4 separate regions of the Mus musculus genome follow, and regions 1, 3 and 4 are each linked to region 2. Evidence: chromatin contacts called from public HiChIP or PLAC-seq and promoter capture Hi-C data. All regions are on one chromosome and are shown on one strand. The core of a region is the stretch at or near the end of the contact, and the rest is flanking DNA. Distances in the headings are between cores, read along the strand shown. Region 1 has its middle 21 kb from the start of Fzd5. Region 2 holds the start of Plekhm3 (pleckstrin homology domain containing, family M, member 3). Region 3 overlaps Plekhm3 (pleckstrin homology domain containing, family M, member 3). Region 4 overlaps Ccnyl1 (cyclin Y-like 1).

What was found. Promoter capture Hi-C pulls out the DNA fragments that hold promoters and counts their contacts. HiChIP or PLAC-seq counts read pairs in DNA pulled down with a chosen protein or histone mark.
Region 1: a contact with region 2 is called in a FOXA1 HiChIP or PLAC-seq map of pancreatic cancer cells. The contact joins the enhancer-like site here to the promoter of Plekhm3 in region 2. A contact is called at or near these places in 2 of 39 promoter capture datasets (the C10 cell line and pre-B cells), 1 of 15 datasets of contacts at CTCF or cohesin (CD8 T cells), 1 of 484 Hi-C or Micro-C datasets (embryonic fibroblasts), 10 of 115 datasets of contacts at active chromatin or transcription factors (bone marrow-derived macrophages, effector CD8 T cells, embryonic forebrain and 6 more) and 2 of 9 other capture datasets (adipose tissue and liver).
Region 3: a promoter capture Hi-C map of hippocampal neurons shows a contact between it and region 2, with 2.4 times the contacts expected there. The contact joins the enhancer-like site here to the promoter of Plekhm3 in region 2. A contact is called at or near these places in 7 of 39 promoter capture datasets (3T3-L1-derived adipocytes, the C10 cell line, the HPC-7 cell line and 4 more), 7 of 115 datasets of contacts at active chromatin or transcription factors (bone marrow-derived macrophages, effector CD8 T cells, embryonic stem cells and 3 more) and 2 of 9 other capture datasets (adipose tissue and liver).
Region 4: a promoter capture Hi-C map of hippocampal neurons shows a contact between it and region 2, with 6 times the contacts expected there. The contact joins the enhancer-like site here to the promoter of Plekhm3 in region 2. A contact is called at or near these places in 15 of 39 promoter capture datasets (the C10 cell line, the HPC-7 cell line, cranial neural crest and 10 more), 2 of 15 datasets of contacts at CTCF or cohesin (the NIH/3T3 cell line and large pre-B cells), 2 of 484 Hi-C or Micro-C datasets (B cells and bone marrow-derived macrophages), 25 of 115 datasets of contacts at active chromatin or transcription factors (the 230-238 cell line, the SCID.adh cell line, T-cell acute lymphoblastic leukemia and 15 more) and 4 of 9 other capture datasets (adipose tissue, liver, macrophages and 1 more).

Annotation. Positions count from the first base shown.
Region 1 is chr1:64,755,207-64,762,327 of GRCm38.p6, reverse strand. No RefSeq gene overlaps it. Among named protein-coding and RNA genes, the nearest start is that of Fzd5, 21 kb to the right of the region's middle. Within about 2 kb of position 5,612, at least 74 of the 459 cell types and tissues checked have an H3K27ac peak or open chromatin away from gene starts, as enhancers often do. A contact at or near this core is called in CD8 T cells, effector CD8 T cells, liver and 2 more, where this site is marked.
Region 2 is chr1:64,953,139-64,960,004 of GRCm38.p6, reverse strand. Plekhm3 (pleckstrin homology domain containing, family M, member 3) reads left to right here and starts at 3,181. Exons shown (of 8, transcript NM_001039493.1): 1 at 3,181-3,310. It overlaps Gm51627 (predicted gene, 51627), which reads right to left and starts at 3,426. Exons shown (of 3, transcript NR_165472.1): 1 at 3,178-3,426.
Region 3 is chr1:64,787,178-64,794,619 of GRCm38.p6, reverse strand. Plekhm3 (pleckstrin homology domain containing, family M, member 3) reads left to right here. Exons shown (of 8, transcript NM_001039493.1): 8 at 1-5,499. Among named protein-coding and RNA genes, the nearest start is that of Fzd5, 53 kb to the right of the region's middle. Within about 2 kb of position 3,004, at least 101 of the 459 cell types and tissues checked have an H3K27ac peak or open chromatin away from gene starts, as enhancers often do. A contact at or near this core is called in 3T3-L1-derived adipocytes, adipose tissue, bone marrow-derived macrophages and 3 more, where this site is marked.
Region 4 is chr1:64,711,567-64,719,321 of GRCm38.p6, reverse strand. Ccnyl1 (cyclin Y-like 1) reads right to left here. Exons shown (of 10, transcript NM_001097644.1): 6 at 6,160-6,211; 7 at 4,634-4,753; 8 at 1,025-1,191. Among named protein-coding and RNA genes, the nearest start is that of Fzd5, 22 kb to the left of the region's middle. Within about 2 kb of position 1,616, at least 37 of the 459 cell types and tissues checked have an H3K27ac peak or open chromatin away from gene starts, as enhancers often do. A contact at or near this core is called in B cells, adipose tissue, forebrain and 2 more, where this site is marked.

The sequences.
Region 1 (7,121 bases), core at 4,363-6,862, 200 kb after region 2:
AATTCAGGGGAGGAATCTGCCAGAGTTTGAGGCCAGGGCCTTACACAAGCTAAGTAGGCACTGCCACTGAGCTATTCCAGACAACTGTTCTTAGTCATTGCCAGTATAGGGAGAAAGAACCAGGGTATAAGTAAATGTGATTGTCTTTGACTATCATGTTCTTGCACAGTCAACAGCATCATACACCTATAAAAACTGAAGACAATAATTGTAATGGTAATTACAACTTGCCAGGGGAGGTAAGCTTAGTTGTGGAATGTCAAATCATGTCCAGGCAGGGTCAGTTGAGGAATAAGAGCTTGGTGTCTGTCCTTCCCGTTCTACCTTTGTAAGACTGTCCTGGTTTTGGTCTCTTTGCTTCATCCCTGGATCAGTATAGATCAGCCAAACTCCCCAGCCAAACCCGTCCCCAGCACAGTGCTTTGTGCACACTGCCTCTGGCTCAAACTCCTGAACGAAATTCCAGATCATTATCATGGCCTCCAAGGTCCCCTAGGGTTGCCTCATCTACCCTTCTTATCTTATCACTGAGTCACTCTCTAAGCCGGCTTCTGTGTCTCCAGTTAAAGTGGTCCTCCTGGCCCCTAGTTTGTCTTGCTTCTTGCAGGCTCAGCCACTGCTAGGAGAGTCACCTGTGTGACAGTCCTTACCTGGCTTCCATTGCATTCTGGTATACCTAATTCCTCTCTCAACACCAGTGAAATCTTCATAAAGACTTTTGATACTCTTCAGCCCCAAATTCTCCTTTACCTTACCTAAATTGTTTATCTTGCTCCTCTCTGATCATAGGGTAGTTAGTGTCTTAGGGTTTCATTGTTGTGAAGAGACATCATGACCAAGGTAACTCTTTTTTTTTTTTTAATTTATTATTATATGTAAGTACACTGTAGCGGTCTTCAGACACTCCAGAAGAGGGAGTCAGATCTCGTTATGGATGGTTGTGAGCCACCATGTGGTTGCTGGGATTTGAACTCTGGACCTTCGGAAGAGCAGTCGGGTGCTCTTACCCACTGAGCCATCTCACCAGCCCCCAAGGTAACTCTTATAAAGGACAACTTTAATTGGGGCTGGCTTACAGGTTCAGAGAGATTCAGTCCATTATTATCATGGTGGGAGTATGGCATCATGCAGGCAGATATGGTGCTGGAGGAGCTAAGAGTTCTACATTTTGATCCAAAGGCAGCCAGGAGAGGACTTTCCCTCACTGGGTGGAACTTGAATAAGGACCTCGAAGTCCACCCCTACAGTGACACGCTTCCTCCAATGAGACCACACCTCCTAATAGTGCCACTTCCTATGGGTCACGCATATTCCAACCACCAGAAGTAGCTTCAGTTGTTAGATGTTGTAAGTAGCCATCATGTAAACCTCACCTAGAATAGACTGGACAGGAGAGGAACACTTTCTTTCTTTTTTTTTTTTTTTTTTTTAAACAGAAATATTCTTTTTTTTTTTTTTAATTTATTTATCACATGTAAGTACACTGTAGCTGTCTTCAGACACTCCAGAAGAGGGAGTCAGATCTCATTACGGGTGGTTGTGAGCCACCATGTGGTTGCTGGGATTTGAACTTTGGACCTTCGGAAAAGCAGTCGGGTGCTCTTACCCACTGAGCCATCTCACCAGCCCGAGGAACACTTTCTTATATCTTTTTATACTTTCAGTAACACAAAGATGAGCACTTCGCATATAATAATGCACACAGTTTGGGAAAGACTGTCCAAGAGGAAACCCACTACCTTGATGTAAGCCATGGTGATCTTATGTCTTTATACTCCTAGATCTGCCCTCTGCTATGAATACTTGTTACAATAGTAATCACTAATAGCGTCTTAGAATATTGCATAAATACACAATGGTTTGCTCCATCCCTCTTTCCTAGAATGTCCCACCACTTGCTTATCTGTTCTCTGTGGTAACCATTTAAGCTACTGCCATTTTATTTATTTTTTTAAACTGGGTGGTATAAGTGGGCTTCAGATGAGCTCTATAGCTAAAGATGGCCTTGAGCTTTTGAAAAGTTCCATTACATTGTGATTTCTTTTTATGTCCATGCTACAGCACAAATATGGAGGTTGGAGGACAAGTTACAGGAGTCAGTCTATTCCTCTCATCATGTCCATTCCAGGGATTGAACTTGGGACACTGGGCTTGGAAGCAGGTGTCTTAATCCACTTGATCGACTTAATATCATTGGGCCACATTTGAACTTCAGATTCTCTTACTTCTACTTCCAAAGTGCTGAGACGATATGTGTGTGCTACTATATGTACTTGTGATGGACAGTTTTAACTATTAAGATAGCTTCCTCGTATACTCTTGTGGCTATTTCTGCCAAGTTATGTGTTAGATAGCTTCCTCATATACTCTTGTGGCTATTTCTGCAAGTTATATGTTATTAAGGAATGTGATAATTTGAATAAGAATGAGCCCACCTCCACCCCCAATACAATCATATAGTTGAATGCCTAGTCATGAGGGAATAGCACTACTTGGGAAGAATTAGGAGGTGTGGCCGTGTTGGAAGAAATGTGTCATTGAAGGTGGCTTTGAGGTTTCAAAAGCTCAAGCCAGGCCCAGTATTAGTCTCTATTGGCCTACAGATCAGTGTGCAGCTCTTAGCTACTTCTTCAGCACCATGTGCCCAGTAGCCATGTTTCCTGCCATGATGATAATAGGCTAAACCTCTGAAACTGTAAGCAAGCTCTCGGTTAGATGCTTTCTTTTGTAAGAGTTGCCTTGGTCATGGTGTCTCTTCCCAGTAATAGAACACTGACTAAGACAAGAGCAAACTGTTAGAAAAAAGAAAAAAAAGACACATTCATTTGGACTTTCAAATGTGTATTCAAATTGTCCTTCTTGGGGAGGCAGAACATCAACACTCTTACTTGTAAACAGTCAACGATAAGCAATTATGCTTCATGTTTTCAGCATGTTTTTTTGTTCCAAATACACTTGATCAAACCATTCTCTTGTTTTTAGATATTTAGGATTTGTGTCTATTCAATTAAAAATCTGCCTCAATAGCCCTAGAGACTGAGAACTTGATCTTTCTATTTGTAGATCCCATAACTGTATCAAGGACCACTAACCCAAACTTGAGTACATCTAAAACCATGTGTAAATACACCATTGTTTATGAGTAAAATCAGGTCATTAACAAGAAGAATTGGTGCTCTCCAGTATAAACAAAACAGATTTGAATGGTAGAAAACTAAATTATTTTCTGTTTCTCTTGCCAGCTATATGATATGACAGGCATGCCATTTAATCTCAGTAAACTATAATTGTTCCCTCTATAAAAGATGTAATGCCATATATTTTGCCATGTATGACAATGGATGGAAAAATCTACCTCCCCTCCATGATAGCCAGCTCAGAAACCATGTCTCATTCATTGTTTTATCACCAGCATCCAGAAGGTAGGTCCCTAGAAGGCAGCAAACATGTCCAAATCCTTTCCAGCTTTGCTTATTCCAAGAGACAAGCTGCCAGGAAGCTGCCTTATCTGAACAAATTTCAGAGTCATTCTCCATCCTGTTCACTCAGGTATCCTTCACTCTACAGAGAGAATTTTTAATCTCTAGGGGCGGTGGGAGGATGAGAGCTCATTTTGTATCTGGGCTTAAAGTCTTCCTCTCAGGGTTGACAAATCTTCAAAGGCATTTATCTCACAGTTCTCTCCACCTGTGCCGTTTATTTGGATGGAACTTCCTTTTTTAAATCATGGATTGGAATGCTTATGTGGACCAGGCTGCTCTGAAACTAGAGATTCACTTGCTTCCCAAGTGTTTTGATTAAAGGCACATGCTACCATCCCTAGTTGGGTATAACATTTTATACCCAGATTAAAATAGCCCTCTGAGTTCTTGCCTACATTTCCCACCCCTCTCTCAACTTTTGCAGTGAACATCTAAGCCCGGAACGAACTTTCTGATGCCTCATGTTCACAGTTTGCAAGCCAGTTCTGTAATTCTATGATAATAGACAAGGAAGTTAAAAGTCTATAGAATAAATTGAGCATGGGAGTGGATTTAAGCTCATTCCCATATAGAGACTATTTGGCCTATTCTCCAAGTTCTCACAACGGACATTTGCAAAGTGTTTTTGTTTCAAGTTACTCATATCATTGTCTTTGTCATTGTCGTCGTCATCATCATCATAGTAGGCAACGACAGCAGCTCTGAAGATATGAAACCATCATTATTGCTGAACAGCAAATAGCCTCAAAACTCAAGTGTTTAAAACCACCATCCCCTCCTCCTCCGTTCCTGCATCTGCAAGTGACGAAGTCTGGCCAGGCAGACCTATTGCTCTTGGCTCGTTCTGCTCATGCCTCTCTGGGTCAGCTTTGCTCTAGGCTGGGTGGGGCTTCTGCAGTTTCCTTGGGGAAGCTTTGCCTTCACACATCTCTCATCCCTTCCTGGAACCTTGGTTTCTTCTGGACATGACACATTCATCTCATGGAAAGAACAGAGATAGATACACGGAAGAAAGCCAATCATAGCATGTTTTCTAGCCTGTACTTGTAGCATGTCTGTTAAAATCCTACTGGCCAAAGCAGGTGTTGCCATGAGAGCTAATGGGTGAGGAGTATTCTCGACTCTTGTTGAAAGTGTGACACCTTCTATGGGCTTACTGACATAAAGAGGAATGAAAAATGCAGGTACTGGTGCACTCTGCTGCAGCCTCCAGGCAGCAAGCCTTCTTGGTATCAGCTACTTTTTGTGCCCATCCCTTGAGATACAGGCCTTTCAAAGCCTGGTGTTCTCTCTGTTTAGGGTTCTAAGCATGCAGGACAAACCAGACCAGGCAGAGAAGTGGCTACCCTCGCCAGTGACTTCAGCACAAAGGCTACACTTTGGCCTGCCTCCTAGGGTAAACAGAGAAGGCTGGCAAGCCAGCACTGGCTCACGCCTCCTGGCTCTGGCTCCCTCCCCAGCTACCCCCACCCTAACAGCTTCTTAGAGTGTTAGCCACTGCTCTAGTGAGAGAAGAGTAATTGAGGGTGTAATTAAAAAAAAAAGAAGAAGAAGAAGGAGGAGGAGGAGAAGGAGAAGGAGAAGGAGAAGGAGAAGGAGAAGGAGAAGGAGAAGGAGAAGGAGAAGGAGAAGGAGAAGGAGAAGGAGAAGGAGAAGGAGAAGGAGAAGGAGAAGAAGAAGAAGACATTAGAGAGCAATAGACCAGATACCCCAGCTCAGGGCAGCTCTAAACCAAAAGACTAAGGCAGAACCAACAAAGCAGGGCAAGGGGGCCTGGCTAACAGAAGAATGGGTAAATTTGGCCTGTGAGAGAGCAAAACCAGAAGAAAAACGAAAATAGCTTAAGGGAGGCCGAAGTCGCAGCACGTAAGAGTCCCTGGGCTCAATCTTCAGCACTGCCGAATGAGAAAATAAATAAAAGGCATACATACAAAAATCTCACAGGAAACACAGGAAAGCCACAGCCTGACATTTTCGGAAGTGCTCAAGACAGAAGACTTTGGCAAATGACATTAAGTTTTCAATGAAAACTTTGCAGGGAGATTTCTTTCACACACCCTACCACTTCTGCTGCCAGAACAAACATGCTGGAAGGCTGATCGCACACGACACGGAATCCAAACACACCAAACAAACTCAGGAAACCAGAGAGAAGAGAAGCGTCTCTAATGCACCTCTGTGACTCTCAGCTTTCTACCTGAGCTGGCTTGCGAGCTGAGGGAAGAAGGCTGCTTTTATGGTGATACAAACAGTAATGTGTCCTTCTTGAAATGCTGCAAATTGTTAGATAATGACAACTGGCCACCAAAGCAAACTAATGAAGGCCACAAGCCCACATTAGTGTGAAAGGAAGACAGGAGAGCCCTAGCTGCCCAGTGATGACTAACCCCACTGGAAAGAGGGGGTGTTGAGGAGCTCCTCTCGCCCAGTTCTTCTTGCTGTCTTCTTGGTCCCATTTCCTTTCAGTAAAATAATGGGATAAGACCCTAAGTCCATTCCAGTATCCAGAGGTAATCCTGTGTTTTTTTTTTTTTTTTCTGGACACAGTATCCCAGCCCATTGCCCTGGACTCTGAAGGAATGAAATCCACGTGGCATTATCTTTGTCCAACTATGTAACAGCAGAGGCAAGTTGGCACCGGCACATAAAACCACAATGGAGTTAGAGCAGGCCGGATCCTTGCAAGTTAAGCACTGCCAGCTACTCACGACTTGCCCTCCAGCAGGTTACTTAATCTCTTCATACAGGGGTTTCCTCATCTGTCACGTGGGGAAAATGGGAGAGGCTGTTATTACTGGGGGTTGTGGGGATGAGGGAGATAATGCACTGAGGATTTAGTGGGGGGCTTGGTGCATAAAAGGGTCTCAGAGCTCTGCTGCAGTCTGCAAACGTCACTTCGGCAGCACACGGCAGGTTTGGGTGTTTTTTTTTGTATTTTGTTTTTTGTTTTTTCTTTAAGAGGTGAGAAGAAGAAAAGCTGTTTATAAAGGAAGGATCGTGCTTAAAACAACCACCTTTTCCATCCTGTTGACTTGCTGATAGGAAGTAAGATTTCTGCCTGTAAGAGGAGAAATAGCACCCTGGGTTGGGGTTTAAGTATAGCTTGGGTTTCTCCTTAGTCATTTTGTTTTGGTTGACTTCTGTTTGTACATTTGGCTGGGTTCATCCTACATAGCCTTACCTTGAGCCAGCATATAACAATGGCTCTCAGTTTTAGACGCACGTTAGAATTGGGGGATTTAACACAGAGATGGTGTCACAGCCCTGTAATCCTAGTACTCCAGAGGCTGAGGCAGAAGAATTGCAAATTCAAATTTGAGGCCAGCCTGGGCTACATAGTGAATTCCAAGTTAACTTATTTAAAGGTGAATTCCTGCCTCAATGAAACAAAACAGAATTGAGGGGACTTAAAAAAAAAAGTCCTGATGCCCACGTGCTAATGTTATTAGAACTGGGTGTGTGTGTGCACGTGTGTGCGTGTGTGTGTGTGTGTGTGTGTGTGTGTGTGTGTGTGTGTGTGTGTGCATACATACACAGCACCCAAGTAACTGAGGCAAACCTGATTTCTGCTTCCATGGTTGCTAGTAAAGTCCTGATTGTTGAGTTGGATAGTGGTTACACAGCTACCTTCCGTCTGTA
Region 2 (6,866 bases), core at 1,932-4,431:
TGTGAGCCAATAGGCACGATTTGTTACAAAGTTTCAAATAGGAAATTTTTAGGGAATGGCTCTGTTTAGGTCACATACTATTGTGTTTTGAATGGGAAATGGCCCCCTCCCCGTAGGCTCATGTATTTAAACACCTAGTCCACAGTTGAAGGAAGGATGTGAGGTGGGTCCTGCTTGAGGAAGTGGGTCAGTGGAGGTGGGTCTTAAGGTTTCTTGGCCCAGCCCCATTTACTGTCCTCTCTCTCACTTACTGCATATACAATGTGGCTGTCTCTCTCATTCTTCCCTGCCAGTCTAGACTGTATTCCCTTGAACTACAGGACCAAACAAACCCTTTTCCCTCTAAAATTACTTTTTGTCATATATCTGCCCATAGCAAAGTAACTTACACAAATGCCCGTCCTTGGATCAACCACCATGACCGAGAGGAAGATACCATAGAGAGTAGGATGTGCTTAGCATTTCCTACATACTTACATTGTGATTTGGAGGTAGGCACAAGCTTCCTAAGTGAGTATGAGTGCCAACTAAAGGGAAAACGAAGCATCTATCTCCAAGTAAATGGCAGTGGGTAGAGAGGTATGCAGTCTGAACTCTCCCTGCTAGTATATGGAAGGCCACTACAAGTCTTTAAATAAGAAAGTAGCTGTGGACAATGGTTATATTAGATGAACCTAGGCATTTCTATTCTCTATTAAAATGTTTCTGATTGCGGGGCATGGTGGCGCACGCCTTTAATCCCAGCACTTGGGAGGCAGAGACAGGTGGATTTCTGAGTTCAAGGCCAGCCTGGTCTACAAAGTGAGTTCCAGGACAGCCAAGACTATACAGAGAAACACTGTCTTGAAAAACCAAAAAAAAAAAAAAAAAAAAAAAAAAAAAATGTTTCTGATTGCTCAAAGAGAAGCCTTTCTGGATGATAGCATAAAACGTAGGTAAACATAGTGACCCTAATGCAAATTGTAAACTAACCATTCACCTGCAGAGGTTCATAGATGATAATGAATGTCCTATTGTGATGCAGGATGCTCGGATGTAGGGAGGTGGTTCATATGCAGTGGCAAGAAGTCTGTGAGGACTCTTCTGAGAACCTAAAACTTCTCTAAAAACACAGTCTATTAACATAGTGACAAAGGCAGCAGCTGACTGCCTTTTGAGTGCTGATGTGAATGTAACTATTTTGAATTTAAAAGAACAAAATATTCCCAGATGTTGACTAGCCCAGAAGTCAACAGCTTCTCAGATGGAATTATTGGATTCCTGTGTTAGTGATCAGAAGTAAATTCAGTCATTTCACAAACATAGATTTAAAGACAATAAATGTTTGGGTTTGTTTTCTTAAATCTAAGTTGTTACACTCTGAATTTGCTTTCAGTAATGAAGTTCCAGTACAGATGATGCTGGAATCATCTTTTTTTAAACAAGGGTAAAAATCGTAACTACTTTATTGTGTTTCTTGTTTCAGTGTCTTTTAGTCTCCTGACTACGGACTATATTTGGAATTTTATATAGTAAATATTTGGGAAGCTATATGTTATGAATTTGTGTTTTAGTTAGACAAACATATCTCTACTTCTGTCCTAGTCAGAATTTTCATTGCTGTGAAGAGATACCATGACCAAGGCAACTCTTTTTTTTTTTTTTTTTTTTTTTTTTTTTTTGGTTTTTTTCAAGACAGGGTTTCTCTGTATAGCCCTGGCTGTCCTGGAACTCACTTTGTAGACCAGGCTGACCTCGAACTCAGAAATGCTGACCTCGAACTCAGAAATCCGCCTGCCTCTGTCTCCCAAGTACTGGGATTAAAGGTGTGTGCCACCACGCCCGGCCCAAGGCAACTCTCATAAAGACAAACATTTAATTGGGGGCTGGCTTAACAGCTTCAAAAGTTCAGTCCATTATTATTATGGCAGGAACTTTGCAGTGTACAGGCAAGTGCTGGAAGACCCAAGAGTTCGACATCTAGATGCCAAGACAACCAGAAGGAGACAGTCTACTTCAGGCAGCTGGGAGGAGGCTCTGATTCCATACTGGGCAGAGCTTAATATACCTATACCTTAGTATACAGCAATCTCAAAGCCGGCTTAAGTAGCAGTCACTTCCTCCAACAAGAATGTACCTACTCCAATAAGGTCACACCTCTGATAGTGCCATTCCTTATGGCCAAGCATTGAAACATGAGTCTATGGGAGCCAAATCTATTCAACCAATCACAATTTGATTCTGTACTTTTTAAAGATTTGACTTTCAAAAAAAATATTATATATCCTGTTGAGTCCTAATTCTCTCCATTTTTAAACAGAATATGGATACTGGTCATTGACTTACACGCGTTTGTTTGTGCTTTGTTTGCTTTTGTTGTTGTTTTGTTTTGGAACTCACTCTGTAGACAAGGGTGGAGGGGCTCAGACTCACAGAGATCCACCTGCTTCTGCCTCCTGAGTGCTGGGATTAAAGGTTTGTGACACCACTGCTTGGCTTGCTTTTGCTTTTGAGACAAAGCCTGTAGCTCTGGTTGGCCCGGAACTCTCTGTGTAGACCAGGTTGGCTTCAAACTCACACAGGTTCACTTGCCTGTGCCTCCTCAGTGCCAGTGCTGGGATTAAAAGTGTGTGCTACCCCGCCCCCGCCCCTCTCTTACTAAGCTTAATTGAAAAAAAAAAAAAAAAAAAAAACCGACTAAGAAGTATGCTGTGATGGCAAATTAAGACTGAAAACTGAAAGGAAGATTCATCCAACCGGAACTGCACGTCTTTGCAAAGTGGCTGGTTACCAGCAGACCTCAGGAGAGGTGACTTCTTGCCCTTCCCTAAGCCCTAGCTGCTAGACTAGGAATCCACAGCCAGGTTAGAGACATTTCCCCTCAACCACATCCTTTAAAACCGTGAACCTAACTAAAGATGAAAAGCAGTTCGTGCACCTATCCAAAGATGACAAGCAGTTCATTCCTATGTTTGGAAAGCATTATTTCTGAGAAATTCTCTTATTCTTAGCAACTGCTGCTAGCTGGCCCTGCCCTGGTAGGTTCCAAGTGACAGTTTTAACTGCAAACATCCTCGGTCTTGGGAAGAACGTGGAAGGGACCAAGCCTGGGATAAAGGCTGTAAAGCAAACAATAAGATAAGGAGGTCAGGCCCCGCCCGACCGCCTGCTCCTCCCGTAGGAGGGACCGGTCCTCACCGGCTGGAACTCTGTGTAATCGGATCCTGTTGCCGGGCTGCCGCGGGGAAGCTTTTGGGCGTGGGACCGCGAGAAGCCGCTTGTAAACAGAGCCGGGCCGGGATGGTCGGCAGCTGGAGCGCAGTCGCTGGCGGTGAGGAGGGCGGGCTGCCCGGGTCGGGGTCCTGCCGGGGGTCGGCTGCAGGCCGCAGGGGAGAAGGGACCAGAGCCGCGGTGAGCATCCTCCTCACGGCGGCCTTGGGCGGGGAGGGGGACGGGATGACGCATCCCCGGAGCTCCCCGGGGTCGCCGGGGTTCTTCCCACGCACCGCTTTCTGTTGTATTTCGCGCTGGGGATAGCACTTCATTTGTGGGTGGCTAAGTGAGGAGGAAGACATGACCTGGTGTTTATTTTTTGTGAATCAAGTAACGCAAATTAGAAAGTAGTTGAATAAGGTGATCCTGTTTCTGCGTTGTTTTTAGTAACCCCTCCCCAGCGATCATAGAAACCAAACCCCAGTAGAGCTTTTAGCCCCAGAGAAACGCTACGTTTGTTCTTTCTATTGACTGAGCCCATTTTGAATGTATAGTAAATGACAGTACAGGACTAATGATAGATTGGTCTTGTATGAAAAGCTTATTAAGCTAGAAAACAAAAACAAAACAAACAAAACAAGATAAGGAGTCCTCAGGCCCTTAAGCTGGAAAAAAAATTCTGATTTCAGAAGACAAATAGAGGCTGGGCTTATATGTATAGTTTGCAAAGCAAGGCGCCTTTACAGGTTAAAAAGATTGAGATATATTATTGTAAATGTTATTTAGTTCCTCCCCTTTTTTTCTTTGATCCATGGAACTAGAAAGAAACTTCTGGGTTTTTCCTGTAAAATATTTTCAACAAATCATAATAAATTGTGACTTGTACTTATACAGCATTATAGAATAGTACACGTTATAAGTGGTTGCTTAAAACACCAAGTAGTTTTTATTTCATTTACTTAAAGAAATACCATAGCAAAAATGAGGTCTTTAAAAGGTCAATATACATGTGTTACCTTGGTAACATAATCTAACTTCACTAGGAGTCAAGTATTAGGTTAAATTGACACGAAGTGTGTAAATGTCATGTACCAAGAAATAACATCAATAACTTGTGTGTTTGTCTTTATAGTAAGTACTTTAACAATGCTATTGTTCTGGCAAGATCCTGAAAGCTTACTTCAGCTTAAATTCTTGTTTGGTCACTTTCTCATTTCGTCATCCTGGAAAGTTTACTCAATTTAGCTGTTTCCTAATCTGTAGAATGGGAATAATAGCCACCTCATCAAAGATTCAATGAGTTATTAAATATGTATGTTTTTTTTGAGAGAGTCTCTCTATGTAACCCTGTTTAGCCTGGAAATTGCTATGTAGATTAGGCTGGTCTTGAATTCACAGAGATCCACCTGCCTCTGCTGGAATTAAAGGCATGTGCCACTTGATGTTTTTAAAGCCCCTGGAACAGTACCTAGAATAAGTGTTTGATGAGTATATCAAATTAAAATATTCCACTACTGAAAAGCAGATGAATAATTGTCAAGTGTTCGGGAAGGCGTGGAGGGGGGAGTTCTTTTTTTTGTTTGTTTGTTTGTTTGTTTTTGTTTGTTTTGTTTTTTTTTTTTGGTTTTTCGAGACAGGGTTTCTCTGTATAGCCCTGGCTGTCCTGGAACTCACTTTGTAGACCAGGCTGGCCTCAAAGTCAGAAATCCGCCTGCCTCTGCCTCCCAAGTGCTGGGATTAAAGGCGTGTGCCACCACGCCCGGCATGAGGGGGAAGTTCTTGTTGAATGGGTGGACTGCAAGATGAAAGACCAGTGGGGGTTGGGCTGCATGACAATGCTTGGCTTAGTGGTTACCATGGTAAATTTTATGTTTTGAGTATTTTGCCACAATTAAAATGGCTCAGGTATCAGTGTTCACAACATTATATGCTCAGAATTCTTTATTGCCACACAGCAGCCTCACTCACGCTTGCCTTTAGTGCTGTGACAGTACGATGGCTTGTGGTGTTTTATTTGGTAGATTCACGCACTGGAGGTTTATCAGAAAACCTGCAGACACATTGTTAATTTGACACCCAAGACTCTGGGACAGGCATAGCTCCATCACGACCTTCTGCTAACTTTGTTTTTGTGTTTTCCTCTAATCCTCACAACCATCACAGAAGTCATGTCTACCTGACTATGTATGTTATAGTACATGACACACTTGAGATTAGAGTGGAGAGGTTGTCAAGGTGGATCTAATTGAAGAGTTCCCATAAAAGTGTAGAGCTTTCTATGACTGGGAAATCAAGAAGACTCAACATACTGTAGCTGATTTGAAGATGGACGATATCATTGCTGAGGACTCTAGGTAGCCTTGAGGAATTTGGAAGGTGTAAAACTACCAAGAGTGGCCCCCTGGCTGACAACCAACAGGAAGTTACCAAAACCAGGATTTTTGTCAACAATCCAGATGACTTTGAATTTGGACTATTTACCAGAATTTCTAGATAAGAGTCCAGCCCACCTGAGCCAACACCTTAGTGACTATGAGATAAGAAGTATTTTTAAAAAGCAACTTAGTGTAAAAATTTGTTGTGTCATAATAGAAAAGTAAAATAGAATCTAGCAGAAAATGGACAAAAAACTTAAGCACACTATTATTATGGAATATTCTCAAGGCCTCTGTGTTAAAGCCTCGGTCTCTTTAGAGGCATTTTGAAAGGATGGGACTTATGAGCACTAGAAGTCAAGAGGTCAACCCAAGGGGGTTGTGGGGCTCTGGGTCCTTCTGTTCTGTCATTTTGCTTGGTGCCTCATAACTGAAGGGCTTTTGCTCTGCTGCGCACACGGACCCTGGTGTGGCCCTGCCACAGTCCCCAATACAATGGGACCAGCTGGTCATAAAGTGAAAGCTCAGAAACTGTGAGGCAAAATGAACCCTTTGCAAGCTCATTACTGTGGGACTTCCCATATAGCCATAGGAGGGAACTGGAATCAAATAGCTAATATATTAACTTGAGTTCTTTCTGTTAATCAAAGGCGCGAACATGGAAACAACAGGCAAGACTTTTCCAGCTCCCAAAGCACTCTAGCTCTCAAAGAGCTTTAATTGTCACGTCAAGCAGTGTGTCATGGAGCAGACGTTCTCAAATGCCACGAGAGGCAGACAGTGCAGCCTTTCTGAAAAACAGTGACTGAGTGTGTAAAATGTCTCAGCAGTGCTCCTACCCTTTGACTTAGCAATTCTTCCTTTAGAAGTCCAAAGGAACTTGTGAGAACAGTTACGTTCATCATGATGCTGAGTGTGCCTTTGTAAAGAACAGACTGGCAATATTATAGATGCCCAGTAACAGGGGAGCAGTCACATTATGGTGCCATCAAAAGACATGACATAATGCAAATATCAAAAAGATATTTATGAAGGGTTTTAACAGTGGAGAGGTTTCAGGCATTGCTAAGTGGGGGAAAGACAATAGAGAACTGTATTTGCGGTATGCTTTCTTTTCCTCTTTCTTGTCTTTTTCTTCTTTGTTATACAGGGCTTCCCCCCCCCCCACCCCCGTTAGAGGGTAAATAAGAATTGTTTATTTTGCCTTTATTTTCAAAACCTGAACAATGTGTAGTACTTTTTTTTTATAACCATGAAGTTCAATAAATGTTTCAAAGTTGTCTACATTATAGTGAATGC
Region 3 (7,442 bases), core at 1,755-4,254, 170 kb after region 2:
TCACAAGGACATCCCTAAAACACAAGAATGTTTCTGGATACTTCCAGGCCCAGAGTCTTTGGCAGAGATGGGAAGAGTGAAGCAGAGCCACATAGCAGAAAGCGAGAGGCCCCTTCCTTCAACAGAGAGCATCAGGAACTGAGCTGCGTTGGGTGTGAACTCAGTCCCTGAGAGAGAGTACAGAAAGCGAGGACCTCAGTGGCCAGTCACTTCATGTCGTTGTCTGTTGGCTGGTACGAAGCCCAGCACCTTCCTGATGATCAGAGTCTACAATGCCTGCCAGAGAGTGCACATGGGTGCCCTAAGAACAGTTCCAAGCGTGGAATGGAGGACACTGGTCATGTTTTTCACGGTGCTGCCCAGGAGGAAGTGTCCCAGGATTGCACTCAAGCGCATCAGTGCATAGTCTGCTAGGTAGAGTTTACTGCACGCATCTTGGAGGACCGGATGTTTCCTTCCCCAGAGCCCTCCATCGGCAGGACCCACCTGTCGTTTGAATGTTTTATTTCTCCTTGTCCTTCACAGCACTTTTGACCTTTATTCAGTCCGCGTAACTACTCTTGCTTTTGTATCCTGGATGTTTTGTTTGTTTGGGATGGGGACATATTTTAAGACAGGGTCCTGCTATATATCCCTGGCTGGCCTCTAACCTGTGACCCTGCTGCCTCATCCTCCAAATGCTGGGACTATAGGTATGCACCATCATACCTGGCTTTACTTGTTTTTAATTATTTTTAAAAAATATTTAAAAGTAAAAATTATGTAATTATTAAAAGTTATTAAGAAGTAACATTTTGAAAAATACAAACCTAAACTATTAAGAAAATACCAAACATAAATAGAATTAATGAATTAATATTATCGAAATAAGTAGATATATACATATATAATTGCCACCTTACAGTAACACAAAGAGTAACTAGCGTGGTAGGAATGGGAAGTGGATCACTTCGCTCTTTGGAGGGTAGTGTACTCCCACTGTGATCCCCTTCCTTGTAAGAGCCTGCATAGTTGTCACTGTGACCAAGATGGCTGCTAGGAAGGCACTGAGACCCTGGCGGCCAGCATTCCTTCTTCCTTAACTCTTTCCAAGGCAGGAGAATGGACTCACCAGGAAGTACTTGTTTGTGTCTTTCACCTGGAGCTGGTGTTGCCCACTGCCGCCCATGCTTCTGTCCTTTGGGATTTTCACTGCTGTTCAGATCAGGGGAAACACTGGCTCACAGAGAACGCAGGGGTTCAACTCCAAGTTGCTCCCACAGGCACCAGCTCTCGATGCTTCAGTCTAGTGGGAGACATTCAGCTGACTTGTGCAGTTAGAGGCAAGCATTTCACCTCTTGGCCCACACCATTTCCTTTGGCCCCAGACCATGCAGTTGAACGCCACACGTGTGTTCATTTCCTAGCTACCCGGAAGCTATAGCCAAGGCATGAAACTTGGTAAAAGGCCAGGGCCCTATTTACCAGACACCTCACGGTGCCTTTTATAAACTCTTGGGAAGGCAGGTTGACCTCACTGGAATGAGTGGTAGGGAATGTTGCGCATAAAGGACAAAGGTGGGAAGTCTCAAACACTTGGCAAAACAGACAAACAGATTTGAGTCTCTCTCTTCCTCCTCTTGTTCATGAAATACAGTATTTATATTTTCCAGCCTCAGAGAACAGAACATGATCTTTCACTGGAGAATTCTAGACCTGCTTATTATGAAACAGATGTGCTCCCGTGGCACAGTGCCTTCTCCCTCCACCCCCAGTCCCTGTCACCGTAGCTTACTCTTGACCTTTGCTGAAACTAATGTATCTGTGATTCTGACTGTCAGAGACGCCATTCCCAGCACACTGAGCACAGAGACTTGAAGAACAGAGCCCCCGACCCCAGGTTGGCCCCATGTCCTGCCCCAACTCACAGGTGCCCAAGATTAGACCTAATAAAAGCCGAGGGTGAAATCTGGATCCCTGTTTAGCACACCTGAGTTGTCTGTCCCCACTGCCCCTTAGAGGGCCTTGCTGTGTGTGAGCGGACCTTGGACACTCCTAAGACCTTTCCCTGGACATTGCTTCGTGTTTATTTTTTAAAGGGAAAGATAAGCATGCTGTCACTCATGATCTGGAATTGGAGCCATGTCCTGCTACTTCTGTTTTCACTATGGTCCATGCCCGCTCAGGACTCACAACAGCGTTCTCTGCCACCACCACCGGAATCTGATAGGACACCGTGGAGCCAGATCAGGAGTTGGATCTGCCATGAAAATTCAAAATTGCTATTTTCAGCCCAGAATGTCTCAGAGTGCATGAAGGCCCTTACTGTTTTCAGGTCTAACAAATGACTTGGTGCAGTGTTAGGTAGTTGTTCCACTGCTTAGAAACCATCGAAACAAAAGCAAGCCTGTGCATTTCCACCTCCTTTTTTTTCATCTCAGTAAATACCATACACGTAAAGCATAATGGAAAACGGTCCATTAATCTCCTGGAGCTGCTTGCAAAGCCCAGGGAACGGCTTTTCACTAAACAGCCATTCCCTGGTGTAGCACAAGAATTCCCTCCTGCTAGTGCCAGAAACTCATGTGTGACACCATCCAGCCCGGGGGAAGTGTTGGCACCCAACCCCACCGTTAAGAAACCAGTTCCTAAAATAGACCTGCATTTGCACCGCAGTAGGAAGGCTGCAGGGTGCTCCAAAGGCAGTCAGCTCTGATGGGAGAGGAGTTCTTTCCAGGGCTGCCTGTTCCCAAAGTTGGACACAGCCTTATATGAAAACCATGCAAACTCTGTCTTCCCCCTGACTTCATGTGCTGAATAACAGCCATCTTTTGGGAGTTTTTACATTTGATGAGCTGAAAGGTTAACTGCTTCTTGATTCTTCTATAATAGGCCTCTACCAAAAAAAAAAAAAGGAGTGTGTGATTACAGTGCCTCGGGATTCGAAGGTTCCAATACAGTCTGAAATAGCCCCGTGCTGTGATTCCCCTCAGCTGCCCCAAAACAAAGGTGTCTGTGTCACTCTGTCACTGTGGCTGAGTTGCAGCACACCCTCGGTGAGGTCTGGCCTGTCTCTGCTTGTCATGTGTGCACACTGCACATGAGCACTGACAGATTGCTTTCTGCAACTCCTCCAGGAAGCTTGGCTTGCAGCCCTGCAAGTTCATTCTCCATCCGTGGCCCAGAGATCTCCAGACACAAACTACCTATGATAGCAGGAGCACAGTGATACAGGACCACAGTAATGCCACACACCCTGAGCACCAAGAGCAAAGCCCGCTGCCAGCAAGGAAGTAGAGAAAAGTTCTGCTGCTAGTTCAGGGGAGCTCTGCCCTCTCACCCTGCAGATCAGCTCTGGGTCTTCTCCCAAGCTTTGCTGAAATAGTCAGATTAGAAATTAGGCTTTGACCCTTAGTTGGAATACTGCCTGTTCCCAACACAGACTATTTTATTTTGTTTGATTTGGTTTTTCTTATGGTAAATAGGGAAGTGTGCAATATTGTTTTGGGAGTTTTCTACATGACTTTTCATCTTCTGAAATAATGTGGAGATGTCAGGAATTTGAGACAAAGGGGAAAGAAGCTAGCCCTTTCTTCCTTGGCCACTTCTCCCTGGAGCCTCTGGCCCTTGTCATCCATTCCTTGGTACTGACTCAGTAGTGGTGGTGGGCATTAGGAACGTGGCTCACTGCTCTGCCTGTCCCACTCGCCTGACCCCAGCATACTACAAGCTACGTGAGTAAACCCCTCAGCTAATCTAACCAATGCTGATCTCTGTCACAGGGACAGTTTCTTAACAGTTAAGTTTTAGCACCCAGTAGTCTCTCTGTAGGCACTTCTGTCCTTTAGATTCAAAACTCTCTGACTTGAGGTTGTTTGTTTGTTTGTTTGTTTGTTTTCTGGTATGTTTTAGTGGGTGCGGGGCTAAAACAAAAAAATCTACATCACTGTAAAACTCTGGGTGAAAGGGAAAATGTAGCTGAGCCTCTCCAGCATTTGCCAGTGTGTTTTATGTAAGATGGGTTCCTGGTGACCATGGCATGTAGCACTGTCTCCATAGAGTAGGCTCTGATGTGATGGGAGGCACTAGTGAGAGGGACCCAGGCTGCTCTGCTAGGGCTCTGCTCTGAGGGAAAAGAGACGCTGGCTGCTGTCGTTTTAGAAAGCTCCCTAGTGAAGCCACTTGTTTCCCAGGCCAGATGAACAAGACACCTAGGACAGCTCTTCCACAGTTGGGCCCATCTGGCCAGCCTTGGAAGCTGTAACCCAGCCCTGTCCCCTCCCATGATTGCCTTGCCTGCTTGCTTCCTCAGCCCTGGGCCAGGTTTGAGGCTCATGTTAATAAACCACCTAGAGACCAACTGGCCAGCGGCCCTTCCTTCCCACCGGTTCATCTCCCTGTAGGAGTGCCTTATAGTCTAGTCTAGTCTCTGACCCACTTGAAGCCTGCAGGACCCTTCAACCAACTATGGATCCCTTCGCGCTTCCCTGCTGGCTCTTGTTCAGTACACAGCCCACCTGGAGCCTGTGTATTCCGAGATGCACGTCCACCTTTGCTTAACCTGGTGCCTTAACTTCACAAGTAAAGGGATTCACATTGCAAACGCATTATCTGAGTGAAACATCAGTTTCTTCGGTGCCATTGGCACTTTTACCAGGAAATACAATAGGCATAATCATACAATGTTTTGACTTTATTTTATGATGTTTCTCAGCCACTCTTTGTTTGCTTGCTTTCATTAACCAAACTCAGGGGAATGTCATGTCACCACAGTCAATGGGGAAAGAAAGAAAACTAGCTATGCAGAAGTGAATGACAAAGTCTGTGAACTTAGTCTTTACTAGGTTCAGAAGTGACATCAACAGGAGGATTTTTTTCCTTTATTGTATAAAGATTCTCTTTACTTGCCACCTGTGTTCCACGTAGAAGGTGGGAAGCCTCGGGGATGTGTGTGGATGACAGTGTCCCTATTTTCGCCGGGGCAGTCCACCAAGCCACCGGATCAGGCCCTCATTGCAGTGAGCTCTGCCTCTGGTTACCTGTCCGGCTCTTACTGTAAACAGTCCTTACCTGTCTCCAAGGAATGATAAAGGGAGGAGGACGCCAAGACTGCAGGTGAAGAGCAAGAGTGTGTGACGTGGATGGTCCTGTATAGCTCGTTCTCGGGCTCCTAGCTCAGATCCGAGTCATTCCCCTTCCTTCTGCTCATGCGGTACAGAAGCAATCAGGATGTGCCTTTGAGCTGTTCCTTCTCTCTGTTAGTTATTCGCAATAGCTAATGTGCTAGTTTACGTGGTCCCTGTTGTCTGGATCTGATTGCCTTTTTTGGTTAATTTATCCATATTTTTGTTTACATTATTTTTAAAGCTAGTAACTGTAATAGTATAAAATTGAAGTTGTGCTGTTGACAGGACATCTCTCTCTCTCTTTTTTTTTTACATTTATCTGTCACAATAATTTAAGTGCACCTGTTCCTAATGTATAAAGTTCTCTCCCTCTCAATAAATGACAATGGAAGTACTTTCTCTCATATCAGCTTTATTTAAGAAAAAAATCTTCAGGAAATGGGGAAGTGAGCCCTTGGCAAAATCAAGATTTGAGGTCTATTGAGAGTGGGCTATTTACTTTTGTAGAAGAAGGGGGATTAAGACCTTTTTGTTTGATGTGTGTGAGAGGTTTGCTGTGTGTTTGTATACTACACTCATGCTTGTTGCCCAAGGAGTTCAACAGAGGGCATTGGATTCCCCTAGAACTGGTTTTATAGATGGTTGTGAGCCACCATACGGGTTCTGAGATCTAAACCCAGGTCCTCTGGAAGAGCTGCAAGCATCCTTAGCTGCTGAGCCATCTCTCCAGCCCTGCTGTGCTTTAAATATCTCTTACATCTGGATTTATAACCTTATAGTGTTCTCAGCCTTTTCTGCATTTACAGAAAATATTACCGGAGTTTGCTTTCTGTTGATGTGATAAACACTGTGGTAGAAGCCTCTTAGGGAGGAAAGAGTTTTCAGGCCAACCTAATCTAGACGTGACGTAGGTAGCCCCTCAGTTAACACTCCCACCCCAAGTGACTCTTGGTTGTGTCAAATTGACAAGAAAGGCTAAGGAGGACAAAGGTGTAACGTGTGGAAGAAGCAGTGTCTCTTCTGGGCTTTCTTTGCTGAATCAAGGCAGTTCTGAGACCAGTGCCCTGAGGTGGTCTGAGGTGGTCTGCTGAGTGTCTGTCCTCTCCCTGTCTTCCCCCAGCAATCCCAGCCATTCTCACAGCCCTCTCCTGCCCCCACATAGGAGGCAGTGCCAGTCGGTCAGCATGAGGAAAAGGCTGTGGCAGAGGGCCATACTCTGGGAAAAGAAAAGAAAGATGTGGCCATGGTGGTACAAACCTTTAATCCCAGCACTCAGGCACCAGGCAAATGATTCCTGTGAGTTCAAGGCCAGCCTGGACTATATAACCAGTTCTACGACAGCCAGGACTACAGAGTCTGACACAAAATAAGAGAAAGAAAATAAGGAGCAGGTGTAGAGCAGCCTCAGAGAGTTGAGAATTTATTAAAAATAGGCACCTGCCTTCTGCCTGGGCTGGCCCTTGCCCCTCGGCCAGAAAGGCCCAAGGGTATGACAACTGTCTTCTTGGAGCCTTGCCAAAGCACCATCGCCACTCACTTTCCCAAAGAAGGACATTGAAAAGAGACTAGCAAAGGCATTTCTGGCTAAACATTTGCCAAGGGTGAACCCTGAGCCTTACTCCCTAGACACACCCAAACTAGGCCCTGCCCTGCCTGTCCACACAGGAAAGCAGCCCAGCCCACACTCTGCCCCAGGACTAGCTGGACTTCATCCTCACCCCAAAGCTGCTATGATGCGTAACAGGGGGGGACGAGTTAATGTTTCACCTTGGAGAACCAGACACATAATGAAGCCAGAGCCCACATTCAGCAGGTCACAGTTGGAGTATACGATGTCTGGGGAACAGCCAGGGAACTGCTTGGGCACTTTCAGAGGGAAGGTGCCGATGCTATCAGAGGCTAGGAGAAAACCGACATCTTGGCCATCTCCTCCACACTCTAAGGGCATGATTCGGTTCTCCTTTGACACTGACTCAACATATGGCTTCAGTCAGTGCTTCCCATATTAAAACACAAATAAGAGCAGAAGGTCAAGTCCTGTCACAGACAATTGTGTCAAAATCTCTCTGGATGGGGCCTGAGGAATAGTAGTATTTTAAGGCTGTGTGATTGTGAGCTAGGGATATAACCCCAGTGAGGGAATACATGCCCTGGATTTGATCCCCAATACCACAAAAGGTAAAGAAAGGCCCCTTGGGTAGAATGGATGTGGTCTGAAAGTAACAGAGGCCTGTGATCTCAGCTACTTAGGAGACTGAGGTAGGAGGATTCCAGATTCAAGGTCTGTGTGAGTTCAAGGCCAGGTGGGGCAACCTAATGTGATTCTGTCTCAAATTT
Region 4 (7,755 bases), core at 367-2,866, 240 kb after region 2:
AGTGGGCACTTTCAGAGTTTGCTGGAAACCTCCCCTGTGTGCATCCTGCTTGCACACACAGCCTTGTCCATTACAGCATGAAGCCCATGCTAGTGGCCATCACTAAGGCTATGCTCTCAGTGAGCTTGGGGCCTGCAGAGCGCTGCTGTAACTGGGCAAGTGCTGAGTGTCCTCATAACCCAGTGAAACCTCTGAGCTGCTTCTAGGACTGCCTGAGAGGAATCCTGGAGCTTCCTGGCTCATGAGACCATTTCTAAAAACAAACTCTCCACATGCAGAGTAAAACTTTTACTTTTGTACCTCACAGTTTCTGTTATAAATGCTCAGATTAAAAGTGGGGACAGCAAGAGTAAATAGACAATGAATGACTCAGCCTCAAGCTAAACCTTACAGAAGACTAGATGCTCTGAGACATCAACACAGGCAGATCCTTTCAAAAGCCCCTTAAAAGGGGAGGAGGCTTTTAAAAAGTAATAGCATATATACTGTACTATGCTGTCCTTGCAAAGGTCACCAAAACCAACAAGAAAAATAATTTATCAAGCATATTATTAAACATATTATAACAAGACCTACCAATTAATGATGGAAGCTATGAACTGCTGTAAAGTTAGAGATAAGAATGTAGTTTTATGACTATTTCCACTGCTTAAGTAGCTGCTTAGTTAACTTATTCTTTTGAACAGAAATACAATATAACAAAACACATACATGGTGGAAAGTTTTAAGAACTTTAAACAAGACTGGGCGGAGGTGGCACACGCCTTTAATCCCAGCACTCGGGAGGCAGAGTCAGGTGAATTTCTGAGTTCGAGGCCAGCCTGGTCTACAGAGTGAGCTCCAGGACAGCTAAGGCTATACAGAGAAAAACCCTGTCTTGGAAAACAAACAAAAAAGAACTTTAAACAAGAGTTTTAAACAGCCTTTAAAAACATTCTTTAAGTTTTATGTAAAACTTTATAGTAGCAAATTAAGAGTACTAGAAAAATGGTTCTGAAAGCATTCCAAAACCTTATATACTCACATGTCCTCAACCGTAATGTCCTTGAGGATCTGGCAGTAGTCTACATTCCATACAGCCTGGTCATCCCAAACCTTGGAGGCAAGAAGAATGGCTCCCAGAACAATTCTTTTCCAGTTGGTGGGACAAATGTCGATCTCAGCATAAGTTAGGAGCCTCTCTAAGTAAACCTGAGGAATAGAGAGCTGAGCTTTAGTTCATGGTGTGTGCTGAATGTGTGGATGACAGGCCTCCTCTGTGCTTCCCTAGGCAGGTCTTCAGAGACTCTGCTCTACCTAAGCAAGAGGCTAGATCTAAAGCTGCCCACTCGGCCCATTCATCAGAACAAGGACTGTCACTAGTTAAGGGCATCCTGAAGAGTGAGTGATACTGGTGTCATTTTCATGCTTGCAGAGCAGCAAACAGGCTCAGTGCAGATTCAGGCTGTTCATTAAACCCAAGTTTCTCACATGTAATTTTACAGGCATGCTAATGCTGGGCTTAAGTGTATAAAAACCAAGCTACCCTGAGATTATTTAAACCTTTCCCAGTTCACAGTAACCCTGTGTGGAACTAGGACAAGAGAGCCTCCCAGTGGCTGCTGGGTAGAGCAGCATCACAGGCACTGTGCCATCACAGAGCCACCTGCACCTAAGGATGGTCCTTTACACAGTCATTTCCCCTTCTCTGCTCTCACTTCCTAAAAGCCATTTTCTCTCTTACATAATCTGAAATTTCATTAATTCCCTTGCCTTTAATCACTGCACAGACTGAAGCAGGCAGATCATGAGTGTTTGCTTTGTTAGACAGGGTATCACTATACATACAGCTCAGGCTGGCCCTGAACTCCTGTTATGACTGTTTTCTGACGCGGTTTTAAATCTCCTCTAGATTAGTGACCACCCTAGAGACAATGCAAGTGCTATGCTAATGCAAACAGTCCCGTTTGGAGGACGGCAAGAGAAGCTCCCCAACAAGTATTTATGATCTTTAATTGGTAGAAACTAGATGTCAAGTTCAGCTGTGGAAGGCAGCCCATATATGGTATGAAGTGCTTTTTATCAAGATAAAAAAGGCAAAAAAGGAATTTACTTGTAAGAGATAATCACTATTTTTTTAAGGTCATTAGACTAACGGCTCAGATTTCGTAATGTTCTTCAAACTCAATTTTTTTTTCCCAAACACAAATGTCTGCCAAATATGACACGTTCTCTATGAGTTTATCCTCCAGCCCCCATACTTGGAACTCTCAACTATCTGAGGAATGAATCTTTCTCTCAGGACACCCCGGCTGTTCCAGAAGTAGTCAGAGAGCAGTGGCGCACTGGCAAACCGTGGCTGCCCTTACTGACAGGTATGGTAGGTCCTGGTCCTCAGTAACACTTGTCCTGTGTCACTGCAAGAGAGGACTTGGTTTTCTTCAAACCAAAGCCAACTCTTGTGTTTTGTGGGTCTGGCTCCATTCCACTGTGCACAGCATCTCAGCCAGAGATTAGTTCAATGTCAATGTCTGGTTGCTCTGTTCAGCTCAGCTCAGCAGCAGATCACGAACATGCCAGCCCACCTCCAGCCAACCACTTAGTGCACCCACTTGTTTCTGTCTCTGGCTGCTATCACTATTCTGAAACAGCTCTTGCCAAGCCATTCATCAGTGCCTTCACTTAGAGATTCAGACCTCTTTACCTCTCCACCTGCCTGGTTGTAGAAGCTTAAACTCTGTTATCCTTCTCCAGTCTGCAAGCAACACCTGTCTGTTATTGGCAATCTAACAAATCTCTATCCTGGGCATTTTTCACTGCTTGCACATACCATTGTACAGCTTCCTAACGTTCTACTTGCCTCTCTTCTGACCTCCAATTATAGTCTATCTCTCCAAAAACAGGTAGAAAAGCCTCCTAAATTAATGTCACTTTCCCCATGCTCAAGACTTAGCAATAGTCACTAACCAACCTGGAACCTCCCTCCCTGTGAGACTGACCCCTAATTTCCCTTAGTCCTTACTCCCCCCACATGGCCATCCTACTTTCCTTGAGTACATGGAATGTTCTTTCATCACAGACTTACCCAGAGGATCTCCATCTCACTAATGCTGCGACCCTTTAATGCAGGACCCATAACCATAAAACTGTTTTTGCTGCTACTTGATAACTCTAATTTTGCTATTGTTATGAATCATAATATAAAATATTTTTGGAGATAGAAGAGGTCACGACCCAAAAGTTGAAAATCATTGGTCTGGCACTGCTCCACTGCCTATAACACCTAAGCTTCTTGCTTCCTCTTTGCAGTTAGGCTGCTGTTTAAATGCCACTTCTCTAAGGAGGTATTCTGCTCATTTATCTAAAACAAAAACTCTCCAGTTGTTTTTACCATGCTTAATTTTCATGGCTAAAAGCAACTATCTGCAAAAACACCCGTGGTCTTCCTTACCAGGACATCATCTCAAGGCAAGACTTCCATCTCATGTGCTCGCTCTCACATTCTTTCTCTCTCTCTCCTCTCTCTCTCTCTCTCTTTCTCTCTCTCTCCCACCCTCCCTCCCTCTCCCCTCCCTCTGCCTGGTGCTACAACAGAGGTGTGGAGCGCTTGAGGCCTCTTTCAGCATTTGCCTGGTGGGAGTGCCTTACCATTGTGGGAGTGTCTTATCTTGCCTTCTATTACTCATTCCTGCATTTCCTCCTCCCCAGTAGACTTGTCTCTCAAACACTGAAGATAGATCTGTGAGGGCTGGCTGCCTATTTTCATTGCTAATGTTCTCTGCACTTCAACAAATATTTTTAATTCTTTACTTCTGACTCAAATTCACTCTGCAGTCTTGGCTATTCACTGGCCAGGCAGGGCCATTCTGTTCTTCCAGGAATGCAGCTTCCCTCACTAACAAGGACCTTGCCACCTCTCTTTCCAACCCAATTTCACAGCACTGGTGCCCACAGGGCGATTCTGCTCATGAACACAGCACATGGCTTCTTCTGAGTCTAACTGATGGTAAAGGAGGAGGTAGTCACCTTTCCTCAGGGCCAAGCATCTGACTTATCTCCGTGCATCTGTTGTAGGGGCAGTGAAATCCTAAATGCTACAATAACATGCACTATGTGAAACAATAGTCTTACTACAGGCCTTCTCAATGGATAACATAAAGGCAAGCATATACCTGTAGCTTAGCAAGTTCACAAAGCCACTCTAAGAACTACTGTACTATAATCCTGGGCAACTTCATAGGCAGAAATAAGTCATCAGCAGAGGTAGATTAACACCCATCATCCAAGGGTCAGAGAACTAGACAGTGATCCAGCATAGCATACAACAGAAGGCCCTGAGGAACACAGCCTGGCATGAACCTTAAACTTCAGCAAATCAGACTGGTGAACCACCTGCGCTTGTTACTGCTTTCCCCTCCTGCCCCATCAACATGCCCATATATGTGTACTGAGGCATGATGGGAGAACTCTCTTACTGCCTTTAATAGCAATTTTTTTTTTTTGTAATAAAGGCAATGTAACATTTTTAAACCATAAAGGCTGTTAAATTAACAGTCATTCCTTCAGAAGGTTCTTATTAAAGGTTTTATGATCATTTCAGGGATTAAACATATCTGGGTACAAGCTTTTTAATGAAGCTTGGCAGGAAGCTTACCAACGTCACTATTGCACATTCCGCTGTCAGCTGTGCAGCACTAAAAAGTGTACGAACAAATCTGTAAATAAATTTGTGTTCAGGGTCATGCTTAAAGTACTCCTCTGGAACTTTCTCTCTCTGAAAGAAAAATAAATGAATAAATAAATATTGACTGAAGGAAATCTTTTAAGTATTCTTAAAAATACTTGAGTCTGTCTCCACATTGTGCTCACCTGTTCCTTAAGATAATTTCAATTGGGTAGAATGATTGTGTACATTTGTATAACTATGTGTATGGGCATGCACAGCCACAGTGCACACACGAGGTCAAAGGGCAACTTTGAGAGTTGGTCCTTTCCCTTTACAATACTGGGGGTCAAGCACAGACCCTCAGGCTTGGCAGCAAGTGCTTCACCTGCTGAGCCATCTTGTTTGTATGCTTGTCTTGAGACTTCCTCCTGAGTGCAGAGGTTAAGAGTGTGTGTCACCATGCCCAGTGACTTTCATTGTGCTTTCAATATAAAGAGTGTGGCATCTTATGGCAATTGGCAAGAATGACCTTTTCAGGCAATGATGAACTAAATACATAATACCAGTTCCGTAAACCATCAGTGTGTAATACTACAGCCATCTTAGATGAAGTACTCTACAATTTTTGCAGAACAAAATCACCTAATACATATTTGAGGATGTACCCACTGTTAAGCAATCTATGGCTATACTACAACTATTCATACCCACCCATCCTTTATAAAAGGACACACGACCACAAGCACAGGAATGTCAGATATACCCTTCCATTCTCCTACCCAGGTTTTTTTTTTTTTTTTTTTTTAATCCTGAAATCATACTGATCTTAAAAGTGTCACAGGGGTGACAGCTGTTTGCAATATACTTTGGGGGAAAAAAAAACCCAAAATATTTTTAGTTTCCTATAACCATAGGCTCTTCTTAACATTGTCCATATAACAGCCAACAGTATGTGTGTCAAGTATCAAGACTGGCCAGCATATGTCTGGTGAAGTGACTTCTTAAATTTTTACAGGTTCGACTGACTGGTTGTTTTCAAGTTAGGGCCTTACTAGGTTGCTCTTATTACTAGGTTGCTCTTATTACTAGGTTGCTCTTAATACTAGGTTGCTCTTAATAGGTAGACTGTCTTTCAAATCACTAGTCAGCCTTCAAGGTACTGAAATTACAGATAGACCCATTTTAACTAATTTAAAGTTTCCTTATTTCCCTTTTTTTAAAACATATTTGTTGAATTTGTTTACAGATATTTATATTGCTTGATGTTACTTAAAGATTATCTTTTGAAAAGCTGAATTTTCTATTATTTAAGACAATACACTTATTTCCCTTGGCTCACTACTTAAGCAAAGCATCAAGGCAATTGTTACTTTATCATAGCCACGGCACACTCCTAACTCAAGCTAGAGGGACTAATTTTCTCACAGTAATCAGCTACATAACACGCAGACAGAAACAAAACACAATTCTAGGAAAGAAAAATATAATTTTAAGAAAAGCAAACAGATACTTACTGTGAGAGGATGTGACCGCTCATCAAAAATGTCCAGGGATCTATTTGCATCTCTGTAAAATGTAACAATACAGGACGTTAGTAGTGTCTTAGTTAACAACTGCTAGATGTAGGGTGAGGCCGACGGGGGAGGCCAACCTTTAACAAGGCAAGCGGTTCTTCCTGGGTTTAGCCAGCGCTGCGGCACCTTTGCTATGAGTGCTTGCGAAGCACTGACACGCTTAGCAGTGCCGATAAGCACGTTATCCTTCCTCCTCATAAAGGCAGCAGTGGACATGAAGAACTTAGAACTTTGATCAATGTGAACAACATTTAAATTTCACAAGTTTCTGCCTTTCTTTAATTCTCTGATTGTTATATGTTTAAGATATACACTTGCTTCTTATAAAGAGTATTAATTAAAACGTCGCTGCCCCCCTTTTTTAAAACACACAATGGTGTGTGTGTAAAAGTTCATCAAACAAATAAAGTGCACTCATTTAAGCACTGCTTCTCTGAGGTCGTGGACTCAGGAGAGTCCCTGAGCCGGAGGCACACGGCCTCCAAAACCGTTCATCATATACATGAAGCATTGCCTGCTTCTTATGCCTGCCGACTGTGAGCGAGTGTGAACGAGCTGATCCTGGCATGGTCCCGGCTGTGCCAGCCGCCCCCCCCCCCCCACAACTGCACTGCACTTGTTTCCTGAGCCTGCTTACGTCTTTGATGAAACAGGATAACTAATGTCACTAAATCCTGACCTTTCTTTTTTAATATTCTGAATGTGATTTACTTGTGAACTCAACCAGCCCCTTATTACAGAATATCACTTTCATGTGTAACTACAAATACTCTCAAAATTGAATGTAGTAACTTGTCACTTTGAGGAAAACATAATTTGTCATGATAAAATTCAAGCTGTCAAGCTCTGTAAAAGCCAAGCTTGGGACCTTGTGCCTTCTGCTATGTGTCTTACAGCTTCTCCGTGCTCACACTTTCTGCTAACATTATAATAAGGGTGACTCATTATTCTCCATATGACCAGGATACATCATCCAACTATGCACTAGTAAAAGATACACTTATTAAACATTTGCACATTTATACAATGAGTACAGTGTTTAAGAGTTCACGGAGAGATACAAAACTCTATTACAATGAGACACCCTTAGTGTAGTGCTGTAGAGCATCAAAAAATCTGAACGCTTTAAAAATAACTTTCCGTCAAATGTATATGTGTGAGAACTGGTTTCTTGGTTCTTTAAAACAAACTGAAAGAAAGACAGAGAAACAAGGAAATCTATTTGTCTTTCTACCAAGACCTACATTAAAATTTATAGATATGCAAATGAAATATTTTCTCTCAATTTTACGTAGGAAAGTCATTTGAAAAAATTATGCTAACAAGATGGCTCTTTGCTGTGATTTTTTTACTGTCACAATGGGAACAGACAATTGTGACACTGTTAAACAATCTATAATGCATGCAGGAGATACCACAACAAGAAATTAGTTAAATTATTAGGATCAAGTTTGAAAAATTATGTGCTGGTTTCAATGTATATTTTTACATTTTAATATATATAAACCAGCAAGTTTAGAATCTTCAAACAAGGAA